Regions from separate parts of the Mus musculus genome. Here region 2 is linked to region 1. The links are chromatin contacts, called in public HiCAR-type maps. All regions are on one chromosome and are shown on one strand. The core of a region is the stretch at or near the end of the contact, and the rest is flanking DNA. Distances in the headings are between cores, read along the strand shown. Region 1 has its middle 25 kb from the start of Atic. Region 2 has its middle 4.0 kb from the start of Gm25360.

Region 1 (7,607 bases), core at 1,834-4,333:
AAGTTAAGACATTATGCCCCTAGTTAGTATTAAGTTCATCAATATTATTTTTAAAAATAGGAAGATTTTTTAAAATTAGAAAAAAAAATGGGAAATAGGCTTGTAATTAAGAACAGAAAATAAGTGGTCTCTGCCTCTGCCCCATTACCAAGTTAGACTTACGTTCAACACGTGTTGTGAATTAAAAAAAAAAATGTTTAGATCAGAGTCAGTCGTGTTGTTTGTGAATAAGTCATGCATAACTGTAATTGTAAGAATGCCTAATTGTAAGAATACTCTACCACATCTATATGTTCCCACTGTGACATCATTTCAAACCCGAACCAGCTGTGTAACAAAGTTCTTCCAAATGTAGAAGCTCGAACAACTAATGTTTATTACCTCACAGTTTTTATGAGTCCCAAGCCCAGGAGAAGCTTACCTAAGGACCTGGCTGAAGGGACTTCCTGAGGTTGTAGTGAGAACTGTCAGCAGAGACTGAGCTCACCTAAAAGACAGCTTATTAGACCATGGCTCAAAGCCCAGTACGAGTTGTATAACCTCCTATTTAGGGGCATGGAAACTTTGGCAGTAGTAAACGGTTTCTGGGCATGCAACACCAAAAATTAGCTCAGGATCAAATATGTAATGGGTGTAAGGCATTTCTGGTGTTGCTGTCCTGCGTTGTACCATACAACCTCACCCCAGCCTCGATCCTGAAGTCCTAACGTGTGTGTGCCTTGCACTGTGCATGCTGTCATGCCATGCAGTGCTAACAGATGGAGCACATGGGCTCAGAGTCAGGACTATCGGACGGTCTTAGGTACAGTGGCTACGGTACACACGCAGTTTTCTCCTCTCGTGGAAACATGATGGCGTAACTATGGGAATTATAGCTTCCTGCTATCGGTCCTCCAATCAAATTCGTCCATCTTCAGATTATGCTATAGTAGAATGGTGCCTTTTCTAAAACTGCTATGAATCTTGTTTAAAGTTTTGTTAATTTCAGCTAGGGATTAGAGCAGAATTTCATTTCCTCAAATGACCTGAAACAGACTTCTGACATTTTGTGCTATGCTTTTATGTAAAATAAAATTCTCAGTCATAGCAACTATAAAACCAAACTACTGATCAACTCTGAAAGACATTTAAGATGCTTTCATTTTGTATAATGTTGGACTTGTCTTTAGCTTATAAATATTTTTGGAAAGGATTTTCTTTTTTGCTTTGTTCTTTACATATTCTGCTATATCAAATATTCAGCCAAGGTTTAACTTTTTACATAAGAACAAATGAATTCTTCTGATTAGTAAACTTTCTTTTACCTTCAACAAATTACTCATATACCAAAGAACTGTTTTAATTGACTGATCATAGTAAATGTTGACATGTGCAGCTATTTTATATAACTATTAACCCAAAATTACATAAGAATTTTTCAGGCAAAAAGAGATCACAAATAGAAAAATATCTATGATGCCCTCACCTGATGAATGGAATAAGAATGAAATCTGTTTCCAAGCTTGCCTTCATGGTTGTTGGCTGGAAACCAGTTTACGATCACTGGGACCAACCTGTAGTTCTGTTCACAGAGTTGTACCTGGCACTTCCTGAGCTACTGATCCAAGAGAGGGGCAGAGTAAATGAGACCCTGGGCCACCTCATCACTTCTGCATTACTGTTTACACTAATGGACAGTGTTCCAGTGAGGCAGAACTACACAAACACCAGGTACTACACAGTGACCACCACTTGGCACTGTTTGGTGTTGCTTGCCCCACAAACCCAGTTTTATTGATTTCATAAACCCAGTTTTATTGATTTCCATGGTTTTCTGAGTAATCATTTCATAGTTATCAAGTGAACCAATAATGCAACATTTGTTTAAAAAAAACAAAAAGGTGTCTCACCACGGTGTGTCTGTATAAGGAAGACAGAAGAAAAACTCTTTTTGACAAGCAACTGACATCCACTTTGCATAATGTTGACTCTGTCCTAACAGATATTTTGGGAAAGGGTTTTCTTACTCGCTCTGCTTTGTTTCTGCCCGAACTCTATCTCCCTCTTATCTTAATGTTCTCAGAAGTAATTTAATGTAAGATACATAGTAGATGTCCTAAAATGCTTGTTGAATGAATAAACCTTTTAGATCTAATCCATTTCCTTCATTTTAATATTAGCCCACCATTTCTCAGCCTTTCAAAAATGCTGGTCACAACAGTCATACTCCCCCGATTGAAAACTGCCTGGTCATCATTGGCACATGGAAATATACAGGGCAAGAAAGAGCTGACTCATTGTGAGAGTGGCGTATACATCCACCCCACTGTATTACTGAGAGATGGTCCAAGGCCCCTTCTCCTCATCACCATTACTATTTCACCTAAAATTGAACTTGACCCTCTTTTTAATTAAAAAGAAAAGATTCTAAATCATTTGAAAAAGAAAGGAAAACTCTGGATGCTCTTCTAGCTTTGCTAATGTGTTAGAAACTATCTGGTAAACTTTTCTCTGACATTTCAACTGAGCATTGTCTGGCCTTAAGGAAATGCATTAGAAGCTGAGTGCATTTCAAAGTGGGCAAAGAAGAGGAATAGTTAGGAAGACACAAGATCAAAGGCATAAGCATGTAGACTCTCGTCCAAGAACTGCATTCTCTAAAAGACTGACAGACACACACAGAGAGAGAAAGAGAGAGAGAGAGAGAGCATGGCTTTTTGAATTACTTGTATACACTATTTTATTAAATTTCTGAAACATGTTTTTGTATTTTAATTTTCTAAAATTAGATGCAACTTAAAATTAGTGTGTTTTATTACGCCTCTTCCCAACCTCTCCAAAAAAAAAAATCTCAAAATTAAAACATAGCTATAAAATCAATGTTGCATACTAAGATTTAAGATGCCAATAGGTATTTTTTTACAGCTGAAAGCTCTGAGCTGGTGTCTCATCACCATTAGCTCTCTGTTCCTATTTATCCAAGCACAAACCTTAGCGCCAGGAAGGACCGGATCAGCCCTACAGTCCCAGGACTGTTTCCTGGAGCTTCATCTACACTCTATTTCTGCATATGAAGAGCAAGCTAGGAGCAGATGCCCCTCCTGGGGACGTAGCAAGAGAGTGAGTCACAGAAGGCAGAGTTGGCTCACCTTGAACTTTGAAGTCCTAACTAGCTCATGCCCTAAGGAAGAACCTTTGCTGCACCCTAGTGGCGGTGCGTTCTGGGATCACACCTCGTACACTTAAGTTGGCTTTTGCTAATGATGCTTAAGGTTTTTGTAGAACAACTTCAAGAGTTCATTCCGTAAAGAATGCACAGAGAAGAATCAGTGTGTCAGCAGACCTTCTTAAACTTCATTTCTGGGACACACTGAAACTAACAGAAGTGATGAAACAAATGGATCTGACAGATATCTACAGAACATTTTATCCTAAAACAAAAGGATATACCTTCTTCTCAGCACCTCATGGTACCTTCTCCAAAATTGACCACATAATAGGTCACAAATCAGGCCTCAACAGATTCAAAAATATTGAAATTGTCCCATGTATCCTATCAGATCACCATGCACTAAGGCTGATCTTCAATAACAAAATAAATAACAGAAAGCCAACATTCACATGGAAACTGAACAACACTCTTCTCAATGATACCTTGGTCAAGGAAGGAATAAAGAAAGAAATTAAAGACTTTTTAGAGTTTAATGAAAATGAAGCCACAACGTACCCAAACCTTTGGGACACAATGAAAGCATTTCTAAGAGGGAAACTCATAGCTATGAGTGCCTTCAAGAAAAAACGGGAGAGAGCACATACTAGCAGCTTGACAACACATCTAAAAGCTCTAGAAAAAAAGGAAGCAAATTCACCCAAGAGGAGTAGACGGCAGGAAATAATCAAACTCAGGGGTGAAATCAACCAAGTGGAAACAAGAAGAACTATTCAAAGAATTAACCAAACGAGGAGTTGGTTCTTTGAGAAAATCAACAAGATAGATAAACCCTTAGCTAGACTCACTAAAGGGCACAGGGACAAAATCCTAATTAACAAAATCAGAAATGAAAAGGGAGACATAACAACAGATCCTGAAGAAATCCAAAACACCATCAGATCCTTCTACAAAAGGCTATACTCAACAAAACTGGAAAACCTGGACGAAATGGACAAATTTCTGGACAGATACCAGGTACCAAAGTTGAATCAGGATCAAGTTGACCTTCTAAACAGTCCCATATCCCCTAAAGAAATAGAAGCAGTTATTAATAGTCTCCCAGCCAAAAAAAGCCCAGGACCAGATGGGTTTAGTGCAGAGTTCTATCAGACCTTCAAAGAAGATCTAACTCCAGTTCTGCACAAACTTTTTCACAAGATAGAAGTAGAAGGTACTCTACCCAACTCATTTTATGAAGCCACTATTACTCTGATACCTAAACCACAGAAAGATCCAACAAAGATAGAGAACTTCAGACCAATTTCTCTTATGAACATCGATGCAAAAATTCTTAATAAAATTCTCGCTAACCGAATCCAAGAACACATTAAAGCAATCATCCATCCTGACCAAGTAGGTTTTATTCCAGGGATGCAGGGATGGTTTAATATACGAAAATCCATCAATGTAATCCATTATATAAACAAACTCAAAGACAAAAACCACATGATCATCTCGTTAGATGCAGAAAAAGCATTTGACAAGATCCAACACCCATTCATGATAAAAGTTCTGGAAAGATCAGGAATTCAAGGCCAATACCTAAACATGATAAAAGCAATCTACAGCAAACCAGTAGCCAACATCAAAGTAAATGGAGAGAAGCTGGAAGCAATCCCACTAAAATCAGGGACTAGACAAGGCTGCCCACTTTCTCCCTACCTTTTCAACATAGTACTTGAAGTATTAGCCAGAGCAATTCGACAACAAAAGGAGATCAAGGGGATACAAATTGGAAAAGAGGAAGTCAAAATATCACTTTTTGCAGATGATATGATAGTATATATAAGTGACCCTAAAAATTCCAACAGAGAACTCCTAAACCTGATAAACAGCTTCGGTGAAGTAGCTGGATATAAAATTAACTCAAACAAGTCAATGGCCTTTCTCTACACAAAGAATAAACAGGCTGAGAAAGAAATTAGGGAAACAACACCCTTCTCAATAGCCACAAATAATATAAAATATCTCGGCGTGACTCTAACGAAGGAAGTGAAAGATCTGTATGATAAAAACTTCAAGTCCCTGAAGAAAGAAATTAAAGAAGATCTCAGAAGATGGAAAGATCTCCCATGCTCATGGATTGGCAGGACCAACATTGTAAAAATGGCTATCTTGCCAAAAGCAATCTACAGATTCAATGCAATCCCCATTAAAATTCCAACTCAATTCTTCAACGAATTAGAAGGAGCAATTTGCAAATTCATCTGGAATAACAAAAAACCGAGGATAGCAAAAACTCTTCTCAAGGATAAAAGAACCTCTGGTGGAATCACCATGCCTGACCTAAAGCTTTACTACAGAGCAATTGTGATAAAAACTGCATGGTACTGGTATAGAGACAGACAAGTGGACCAATGGAATAGAATTGAAGACCCAGAAATGAACCCACACACCTATGGTCACTTGATCTTCGACAAGGGAGCCAAAACCATCCAGTGGAAGAAAGACAGCATTTTCAACAATTGGTGCTGGCACAACTGGTTGTTATCATGTAGAAGAATGCGAATCGATCCATACTTATCTCCTTGTACTAAGGTCAAATCTAAGTGGATCAAGGAACTTCACATAAAACCAGAGACACTGAAACTTATAGAGGAGAAAGTGGGGAAAAGCCTTGAAGATATGGGCACAGGGGAAAAATTCCTGAACAGAACAGCAATGGCTTGTGCTGTAAGATCGAGAATTGACAAATGGGACCTAATGAAACTCCAAAGTTTCTGCAAGGCAAAAGACACTGTCTATAAGACAAAAAGACCACCAACAGACTGGGAAAGGATCTTTACCTATCCTAAATCAGATAGGGGACTAATATCCAACATATATAAAGAACTCAAGAAGGTGGACCTCAGAAAATCAAATAACCCCCTTAAAAAATGGGGCTCAGAACTGAACAAAGAATTCTCACCTGAGGAATACCGAATGGCAGAGAAGCACCTGAAAAAATGTTCAACATCCTTAATCATTAGGGAAATGCAAATCAAAACAACCCTGAGATTCCACCTCACACCAGTGAGAATGGCTAAGATCAAAAATTCAGGTGACAGCAGATGCTGGCGAGGATGTGGAGAAAGAGGAACACTCCTCCATTGTTGGTGGGATTGCAGGCTTGTACAACCACTCTGGAAATCAGTCTGGCGGTTCCTCAGAAAATTGGACATAGTACTACCGGAGGATCCAGCAATACCTCTCCTGGGCATATATCCAGAAGAAGCCCCAACTGGTAAGAAGGACACATGCTCCACTATGTTCATAGCAGCCTTATTTATAATAGCCAGAAACTGGAAAGAACCCAGATGCCCCTCAACAGAGGAATGGATACAGAAAATGTGGTACATCTACACAATGGAGTACTACTCAGCTATTAAAAAGAATGAATTTATGAAATTCCTAGCCAAATGGATGGACCTGGAGAGCATCATCCTGAGTGAGGTAACACAATCACAAAGGAACTCACACAATATGTACTCACTGATAAGTGGATACTAGCCCAAAACCTAGGATACCCACGATATAAGATACAATTTCCTAAACACATGAAACTCAAGAAAAATGAAGACTGAAGTGTGGACACTATGCCCCTCCTTAGAAGTGGGAACAAAACACCCATGGAAGGAGTTACAGAAACAAAGTATGGAGCTGAGATGAAAGGATGGACCATGTAGAGACTGCCATATCCAGGGATCCACCCCATAATCAGCTTCCAAATGCTGACACCATTGCATACACTAGCAAGATTTTACTGAAAGGACCCAGATGTAGCTGTCTCTTGTGAGACTATGTCGGGGCCTAGCAAACACAGAAGTGGATGCTCACAGTCAGCTAATGGATGGATCACAGGGCTCCCAATGGAGGAGCTAGAGAAAGTACCCAAGGAGCTAAAGGGATCTTCAACCCTATAGGTGGAACAACATTATGAACTAACCAGTACCCCTGAGCTCTTGACTCTAGCTGCATATGTATCAAAAGATGGCCTAGTCGGCCATCACTGGAAAGAGAGGCCCATTGGACATGCAGACTTTGTGTGCCCCGGTACAGGGGAACGCCAGGGCCAAAGGGGGGGAGTGGGTGGGTAGGGGAGTGGGGGTGGGTGGGTAAGGGGGACTTTTGGTATAGCATTGGAAATGTAAATGAGCTAAATACCTAATTAAAAAAAATGAAAAAAAAAAAAAAAAGAATTACAAATGCAAAAAAAAAAAAAAAAAAAAAAAAAAAAAAAAAAAAAACTTCATTTCTCTGTCCTAGGGAGGCCTAATGGCCTGGACACTCTCCTTTTATCCATTCCTATTTTCTCACCTTTCAATCTTTGCATGAAATTTTGGTGAGACAGAACCAGCCCATAAATGAATGTGTGCCATGTGCCGTAGGCATTTTGTCATATATGTGTGTGTGTGTGTGTGTGTGTGTGTGTGTGTGT
Region 2 (7,607 bases), core at 1,476-3,975, 700 kb after region 1:
GTTTTCCCTTTGTCTTCCAAAGGTTTGTTTGATTTGGGGCTAACTTTAGAAGCATCTTTTCAGAGCCCTAATACTTGAGAGGCAGGTGAATTTCTGAGTTCTGAGGCCAACCTGCTCTACAGTGAGTTCCAGGATAGCCAGGGTTACGCTGAGGAACCCTGTTTTGGAAAACCAAATAAAATACGTTTCTAGTCTTTATCTTTTGTAGTATTTGAGTACCTAATAAAACTCTGAGCTTCTAGTGTTATTATCTGTATCCTTTGTAGTCAAGATTATTATTATGATGTGCAAGTTCCAGCTTGGCGTAACACAAAGCACCTAATGACTGTTGTATCTAACACCCTTGACTAAGGAACCAGCTGGTGGTGTCAAAAACTCTAGTATTTACTAAAACTTTTGAAAGTCAATTTTTTAAAAATAGCTTTCTGTGTATGCATATGCGTAGTGTGTTTGTGGGCACACAGCCATAGGAGTGGGTTCTTTACTGACTTCAGGTGAGTTCTATACTGGCAGTATATGTCAGGGAAAGCTGTGCGTATTTATACCTGCCTTAGCCTCCTAATTTCTAGGGGTTTCCCCCTCATGGTCTTTTTTTTTTTTTTAAGATTTATGTATTTATTATGTATATAGCATTCTTCCTGCATGTATACCTGTAGGCCAGAAGAGAGCACCAGATTTCTTTATAAGTGGTTCTGAGACACTATGTGGTTGCTGGAAATTGAACTCAGGACCTCTGGAAGAGCAGCTCTGAACCTGACCCATCTCTCCAGTCCCTGTTACAGTCTTAAAACTTTTTGACACCTGTCAAAGAATGTTAGGATTCAGAGAACTGGCTGTTCTCCCAGAGATCCCTGTAATTTCAGGTCCCCCATGCTTCAGGTCCCAATACTCAGTTGGGAGCTCACAGTGTTTTGTAAGTAAATAAACATGCCCAAACCACCCGTGAACACACACACACACCACAATAAATCCAAGTTTAAAGAGAAAAACTCGGGGGGGAGGGTATGGGGGACTTTTGGGATAGCATTGGAAATGTAATTGAGGAAAATACGTAATAAATAAATAAATAAATGAATAAATAAAAAAAAAAAAAAAAAAAGAGAAAAACTCAATAAAAGTGGGATAGTGGTATGTGCAGAGGACAAGTTAAGAGCTAATACCAAAGCACCATTTCCAGGTACATACTGACTGTGAGCTAGCTACAAAACAGGATGGACAAAAATGCAGTCCCACTGACGGCAGGCCACATACATGCGGTACACGCTGTGATGATGCTAGTATTTTTCAGTCATTTGGTGCTCTTGCCTGCATTGTCTTGTTGGTCACATGTCCTGTAATTTCAGGTCTCCCATGCTTCCAAACAAGTATTCACTCAACTACAAGAGCTCAGATTGTCATATACGCTCAAGGCCCTGGTTACTGGTTGGAGACAAATAGGAGTGTCCCAAGCCCATCTCTCAGGAGGCAGAGGCGGGCAGTTTCCTGTGAGTTCAAAACTGGTTTGGTCTACTGATGATAGAGTTGCAGGCCAGCCTGGAATAATACATAGTAAGATCCTATCTCCCACTCCCCACCCCATTAAATAATCCTGGTTTTACACAACTTGACATGGACCCTAGAAAAATACAAGGCTGAACTGTTTCCAGCCTGGGGAGAAAGCTCTAGGTTGTACGTATTTTCTGTTAACACACAGAATGCCTCCTTCCCCGCCACTCAATCAGCAGACCTGAGCTTGACCCTTGTTGGCCAACAACAGACGTAATGGACTGTGCGGACAAAGGAACCTGGCTTCTTAGTGGGTGCAAGTGCCATCCATGTACTCAGTGTTCGGGAGAAGATGGAGTGAGAGGCAGGAAAAGAAGGGAGACCTTGGACTAAGTGCAGAAGGAGATGGTTTCCTAAAGAAATTCATCTGTAAGCCCAAGAGGCAAGGTCCTGGGAAGACAAAAAGGCAGTCCAGATCTCCTACATTCTTTCTACACCGTGTTTAACTGCAAGATTATATATAATATATAACTGCAGTATATAATAGATCATATATATATATATATATATATATATATGTGTGTGTGTGTGTGTGTGTGTGTGTGTGTGTGTGTGTGTGATACGCATACACACATCGGGTCCAACCATGCTATCAAAGCCAAATCAACTCCTGTAACTGCTCTGCACAGGTGTGAGGAACTACTTGTGGTAGCATATGCCAAATTGATAGGATATAGAATTACATAAGCCATCCTTTTCTGTCCGCTGTTTGGCATGTTCCTCGGAGTTGCAACATTGACTCAGTTTGGAGGGCATGGTTATTTGATTTTGGCGGCAGAAACCCGAGGCAGAAGCAACCATGAATGCTTTGTTGTGGGAATTCGGAACCACTAAGGAAAGACACACCCCCACACCCAACCCCCCGGCCCCAAACAAAACATCTTTCAATTTAAAAGATTTAAAAAAAAAAATTTTTTTTTTTTTTTAAATTTTCAGCAGTGCCGCAGCATCAGCCTCCTTTCCAATCTGAGAGCTGCTGCAGACAGGGAAGACAGGGACTGAAGTTTTTCAAGGCAAAAATCACAATTGTGTCAACTCTGGGGGGGTGGGGGGGTCTGCTGCCTGAGGCGTTTCTTGGTTTGTAGGTTTGTTTTTCTGAACAAGCAATGGTTAAGCGAGGTTACAGGAACACAACAGGCATCCCGCCAACATTTTTGCATAACAATTACACAATAAGGGGTGAGGCTCTGAGATCATCTTTTCTTTAGATTACTGACTTTAGATTGAGTCAGCTACTGACCATCCTGGCCTTAGGGTTGCAGGCTAGACTTCCTGTGAATAACAATCCTTAGGCTAAGAATAAGGTCCTACTGATTTCTAGGTTTTTCTCTTATTTACACAGTAATTTAGTTTTAACCTCAGTTTGCAAGGGAGTTAGTTTTTAACTCTTACAGCTCAGCTTGCTCTCTCCTTTCTATTTAGTACAGAACTCCAGGACAGAGAATAGTGACATTCATATTTAGGATGAGCCTTTCCACTTTAATTGACCTTGAAAACCAACTCCATAAGCAGCTATGGCTTGACAGACCTTTCTGAAGAGACACAACTCATACTCATCCCAGAAAGGGGGCCCACCACAGACCAAAGTAATAACTACACCTGATAGAGCCTAGTGGGGAAACCCCTACTCAATTCCCAATCTGGCGCGCACCCAAAGAATCACGAAAAGGCCTTGATGTAATTACACGAGGTAGTTTAATGACGGAGCTCCGGACCGACATGCATCCCACACAGGAGATAACAGAGGTCGGCCTTGAGGCTCAAAAGTTAGGGGTTTTTATGGAAGAAAAAGGGATAGGGGTGCGAGGAATTTCAACAAAGGAATGGGATTGGCTCATTCAAACATTAACAGTAAGATTACATATCAGCCAAAGGGCATCAGGACTTTGTTCCTGTGGGCTGGGGGCTTATCTTTGTTCACATAGCAACCAGGTTGATGTATGACTTTACCTGGCGTCAAGGGGCAGTAGACAGAGGGGAGGTTCGGGGCAGATGGTGTTGACTCAGACAAGATAGCCCTGCTTGTGTCCTTGCATTCCTTCATACCAATGTCCAATCTGTTGGACCAGTGAGTTTCTATCGGGAGTATGGATGAGGGGTGAGCTTGCAAGGGGCATGGGTAACTTTAAAGCAGCTGGGTCCGCAGAAGAGAGCTCTCTATCCTGCTTGCAGGGAGCTGCAGAGTCTGGACATACCTTTCTTGCTGCGTTTGGCTGGTCAGTCTCCACCCCGGTAACTGTCCAGGTCTGGTTACACTCCTGTGTATCGGCCCTATGATTATTCCAAGGTTTCCATTTCAGGGGCATGTGGCCTTTCGTTTACCTCCTGAGGCCAGTGAGTCCCCCACTTGGTTCCTGCAGGTAATGCTTTTGTTTGGAGTTATGCAACTGCATAACCACCCAGCAGTTTCAGTCGGCTGTAGTATAAACAGCCCTGAAGGGAGGTGACACAAAGGGGCAATTGGTCAAAAAAACAACTGCGATCTGCAAAGAGTTAAGTGGAAAGTGGGTGGCGTTCTTCAGAAATCTAGGAAGAATATGTAACTATTAATTCTACCCAGAGGCTGGGTTATTTTAATTTTAATTCGATTCAGTATTAGTCTTTCTAACTGTATATAAGGGGTAGTTGAAGAAGAAGAGGGAAGTCAGCCGGGCAGTGGTAGCACACACCTTTAATCCCAGCACGTGGGAGGCAGAGGTAAGCGTATTTCTGAGTTTGAGGCCAGCCTGGTCTACAGAATAAATTCCAGGACAGCCAGGGCTATACAGAGAAATCCTGTCTTGACCGCACCCCCCCCCCCCAAAAAAAAGAGGGAAGTCATTGACAGACAGCATGGTCCAGCTCTTTCTTGCACAATGTCAGATTCCAGTTTCCCATATCTTTGACAGCAACATGACTTGCCACCTCCTTCCTAGCTTCCAAGAATCCCCAGCTATGAAGGAGCCTCCCTACATCCCTGGATACCATATAAATTAGTCACAGATTATACCTTAGAGAATGTGTAACATCCCCAAGTGTGGAGTTGGGATGGCAGATTGCTGCTGCACCTGAGGCCAGAGCTGGGGCTAAGGAGGTTAGGACAGAGGACGCAGAACTGGCCAAAGGCTTGGGAAACCACTGCTCTATTGAACGACCCTGGCATGCCAAGTGCAAGGCAAGCAATCTGCCTGTGTCCCCGTCTTTACTACCTAACTTCAGTCAAGAAGATCCTAGGGCTGCCAACATCTCTACAAGTAAAGGTGCTTGCACCTAGCCTGACAACTTGTTCAGAAGTGTAGGAGACATAAGGCAGCCTATGGATTTTTTCAGTTGGGTTGGGTAAGGACCTGAATCAAAAGAGTTAGAATATCATGGGAAATCACAAAATCCAATTTTCATATACTAGTTTTTGGGATTTTTTGTTTTGTTTTGAATGAAGAAAATACAACTTTCATCTAAAAATTAGTATGTGTGTGGAGAGGGGCCCATATGTGAAAGGGCAGCTAAAACTACCCAAAGAGGGGGGTTTCTCAAGCAACCCTCATGTACCAAGTCCCAGGGCTAACTGGGGACTTAAACCAAGCCGGTGGCGCTATTCCCTGATGCACTGTCACTGTCCACAAGAAAATTTGGGTAAAGGGTCAGATTGCTAATGTCCCATTGCCTCCTTCTGAAGTCTCGTGACTGAGCTATTCCTAGTTTGAGAATGAGGACAGAGATAACACCCTGTTCATTTTTTTTTAAAAAAGATTTCTTTATATGTAAGTACACCGTACTGGCTAGTTTTGTGTCAATTTGACACAGGCTGGAGTTATCACAGAGAAAGGAGCTTCAGTTGGGGAAATGCCTCCACGAGATCCAGCTGCAAGGCATTTTCTCAATTAGTGATCAAGGTGGGAGATCCCCTTGTGGGTGGGACCATCTCTGGGCTGGTAGTCTTGGGTTCTATAAGAGAGCAGGCTGAGCAAGCCAGGGGAGGCAAGCCAGTAAAGAACATCCCTCCATGGCCTCTGCATCAGCTCCTGCTTCCTGACCTGCTTGAGTTCCAGTCCTGACTTCCTTGGTGATGAAGAGCAGTATGGAAGTGTAAGCCGAATAAACCCTTTCCTCCCCAACTTGCTTCTTGGTCATGATGTTTGTGTAGGAATAGAAACCCTGACTAAGACATATACTGTGGCTGTCTTCAGACACACCAGAGGAGGACTCTGTATTAATGTGATTCAGGATTACAGTATAATCAGATCTCATTACGGATGCTTGTGAGCCACAATGTAGTTGCTGGGATTTGAACTCAGGACCTTCAGAAGAGCAGTCTGCGTTTTTTTAAGATTTATTTATTTATTTATAATATGTAAGTACACTGTAGCTGTCTTTGGACACTACAGAAGAGGATGGTTGTGAGCTACCATGTGGTTGCTGGGATTTGAACTCAGGACCTTCAGAAGACATGGTGCTCTTTTTTGTTGTTGTTGTTTTGTTTTGTTTTGTTTTTTGAGACAGGGTTTCTCTGTATAGCCCTGGCTGTCCTGGAACTCACTTTGCAGACCAGGCTGGCCTCGAACTCAGAAATCCGCCTGCCTCTGCCTCCCGAGTGCTGGGATTAAAGGCGTGCGCCACCACGCCCGGCTCCATGGTGCTCTTAACCACTGAGCCATCTCACCAGCCCGCAGTCAGTGTTCTTAACCGCAGAGCCATTTATTCAGTTCCGAATCAAATCATAATAAATTAAATTATTTTAGCAGAAAATATTTATTTTTGTGTGAATGTGTTTGTCGTCTGCTGCATGCTATGAGCTGCAGAAACCAGCAGAGGGCACCAGGTCCCCCCCCCCTCTCTCTCTCTCTCTCTCTCTCTCTCTCTCTCTCTCTCTTTCTTTTTGGTTTTTTTGAGACAGTGTCTCTCTGTATAGCCCTGGCTATCCTGGAACTCACTCTGTAGACCAGGCCTGCCTCTGCCTCCCAAGTGCGGGATTAAAGGCGTGTGCCACCACTCCCAACCAGTCCCTCTCTTTACTTTATTGTTATTGTGTGTGTGTATGTGATAGAGGGAGAACACATGTGCCAATGCACACATGTGGAGGTCAGAGCAGTGTGGAGTTGTGTGGAGTTCTCTCCCGGAGCCTTTACAGGGACTCAATGGATAGAACTCAGGCGTTGGATTTGTACAGCAAGTGTCAGTATCCACTGAACATTCTCACCGGTCAAGAAACCTACTTTCAGCACATTACCCATGCATTTGCTGGGGTCTAATAGGTCCAGGAAGCATTGAAACAGAAAGAGTGGGAAGGCAACAAAGAACTCCGCTATAGCCATACTGTGGGATCTGCAGGAGATCCGAGTGGGAGCTGATGTCTGCCTCCCGTTTGCACAGGAGCTGGGAGCCCAGGGAGGCTTTCATGGAAGAGTGGACATGACTGGTCAGTAGGAAGGGGTAGCATTCCTTTAATTCTACCACTGCAGAGGCAGAGAGAGAGGCAGAGAGGCAGAGAGGCAGAGAGGCAGAGAGGCAGAGAGGCAGAGGCACAGAGGCAGCGAGGCAGAGGCACAGAGGCAGAGAGGCAGAGAGGCAGAGAGTCAAAGAGGGGCAGAGGCAGAGAGGCAGAGAGGCAGTGAGTCAAAGAGGGGCAGAGGCAGAGAGGCAGAGGCAGAGAGGCAGAGAGTCAAAGAGGGGCAGAGGCAGAGAGGCAGAGGCAGAGAGGCAGAGGCAGAGGCAGAGAGGCAGAGAGGCAGAGAGAGGCAGAGAGGCAGAGAGGCAGTGAGGCAGAGAGAGGCAGAGAGGCAGAGAGGCAGTGAGGCAGAGGCAGAGAGGCAGTGAGGCAGAGAGAGGCAGAGAGGCAGTGAGGCAGAGAGAGGCAGAGAGGCAGTGAGGCAGAGAGAGGCAGAGAGGCAGAGAGGCAGTGAGGCAGAGCTAGAGGCAGAGAGAGGCAGAGAGGCAGTGAGGCAGAGGCAGAGAGAGGCAGAGGCAGAGAGGCAGAGAGGCAGTGAGGCAGAGGCACAGAGGCAGAGAGGCAGAGAGGCAGAGAGTCAAAGAGGGGCAGAGGCAGAGAGGCAGAGAGGCAGAGGCAGAGGCAGAGAGGCAGAGAG

Evidence for each region. HiCAR-type assays count read pairs that join an accessible place to other places.
Region 2: a contact with region 1 is called in a HiCAR-type map of embryonic stem cells, with 3 times the contacts expected there. The contact joins two enhancer-like sites. A contact is called at or near these places in 1 of 15 datasets of contacts at CTCF or cohesin (the NIH/3T3 cell line) and 3 of 115 datasets of contacts at active chromatin or transcription factors (bone marrow-derived macrophages, embryonic limb bud and embryonic stem cells).

Annotation. Positions count from the first base shown.
Region 1 is chr1:71,528,713-71,536,319 of GRCm38.p6, forward strand. No RefSeq gene overlaps it. Among named protein-coding and RNA genes, the nearest start is that of Atic, 25 kb to the right of the region's middle. Within about 2 kb of position 3,084, at least 9 of the 459 cell types and tissues checked have an H3K27ac peak or open chromatin away from gene starts, as enhancers often do. A contact at or near this core is called in embryonic stem cells, where this site is marked.
Region 2 is chr1:72,226,471-72,234,077 of GRCm38.p6, forward strand. No RefSeq gene overlaps it. Among named protein-coding and RNA genes, the nearest start is that of Gm25360, 4.0 kb to the left of the region's middle. Within about 2 kb of position 2,726, at least 18 of the 459 cell types and tissues checked have an H3K27ac peak or open chromatin away from gene starts, as enhancers often do. A contact at or near this core is called in embryonic stem cells, where this site is marked.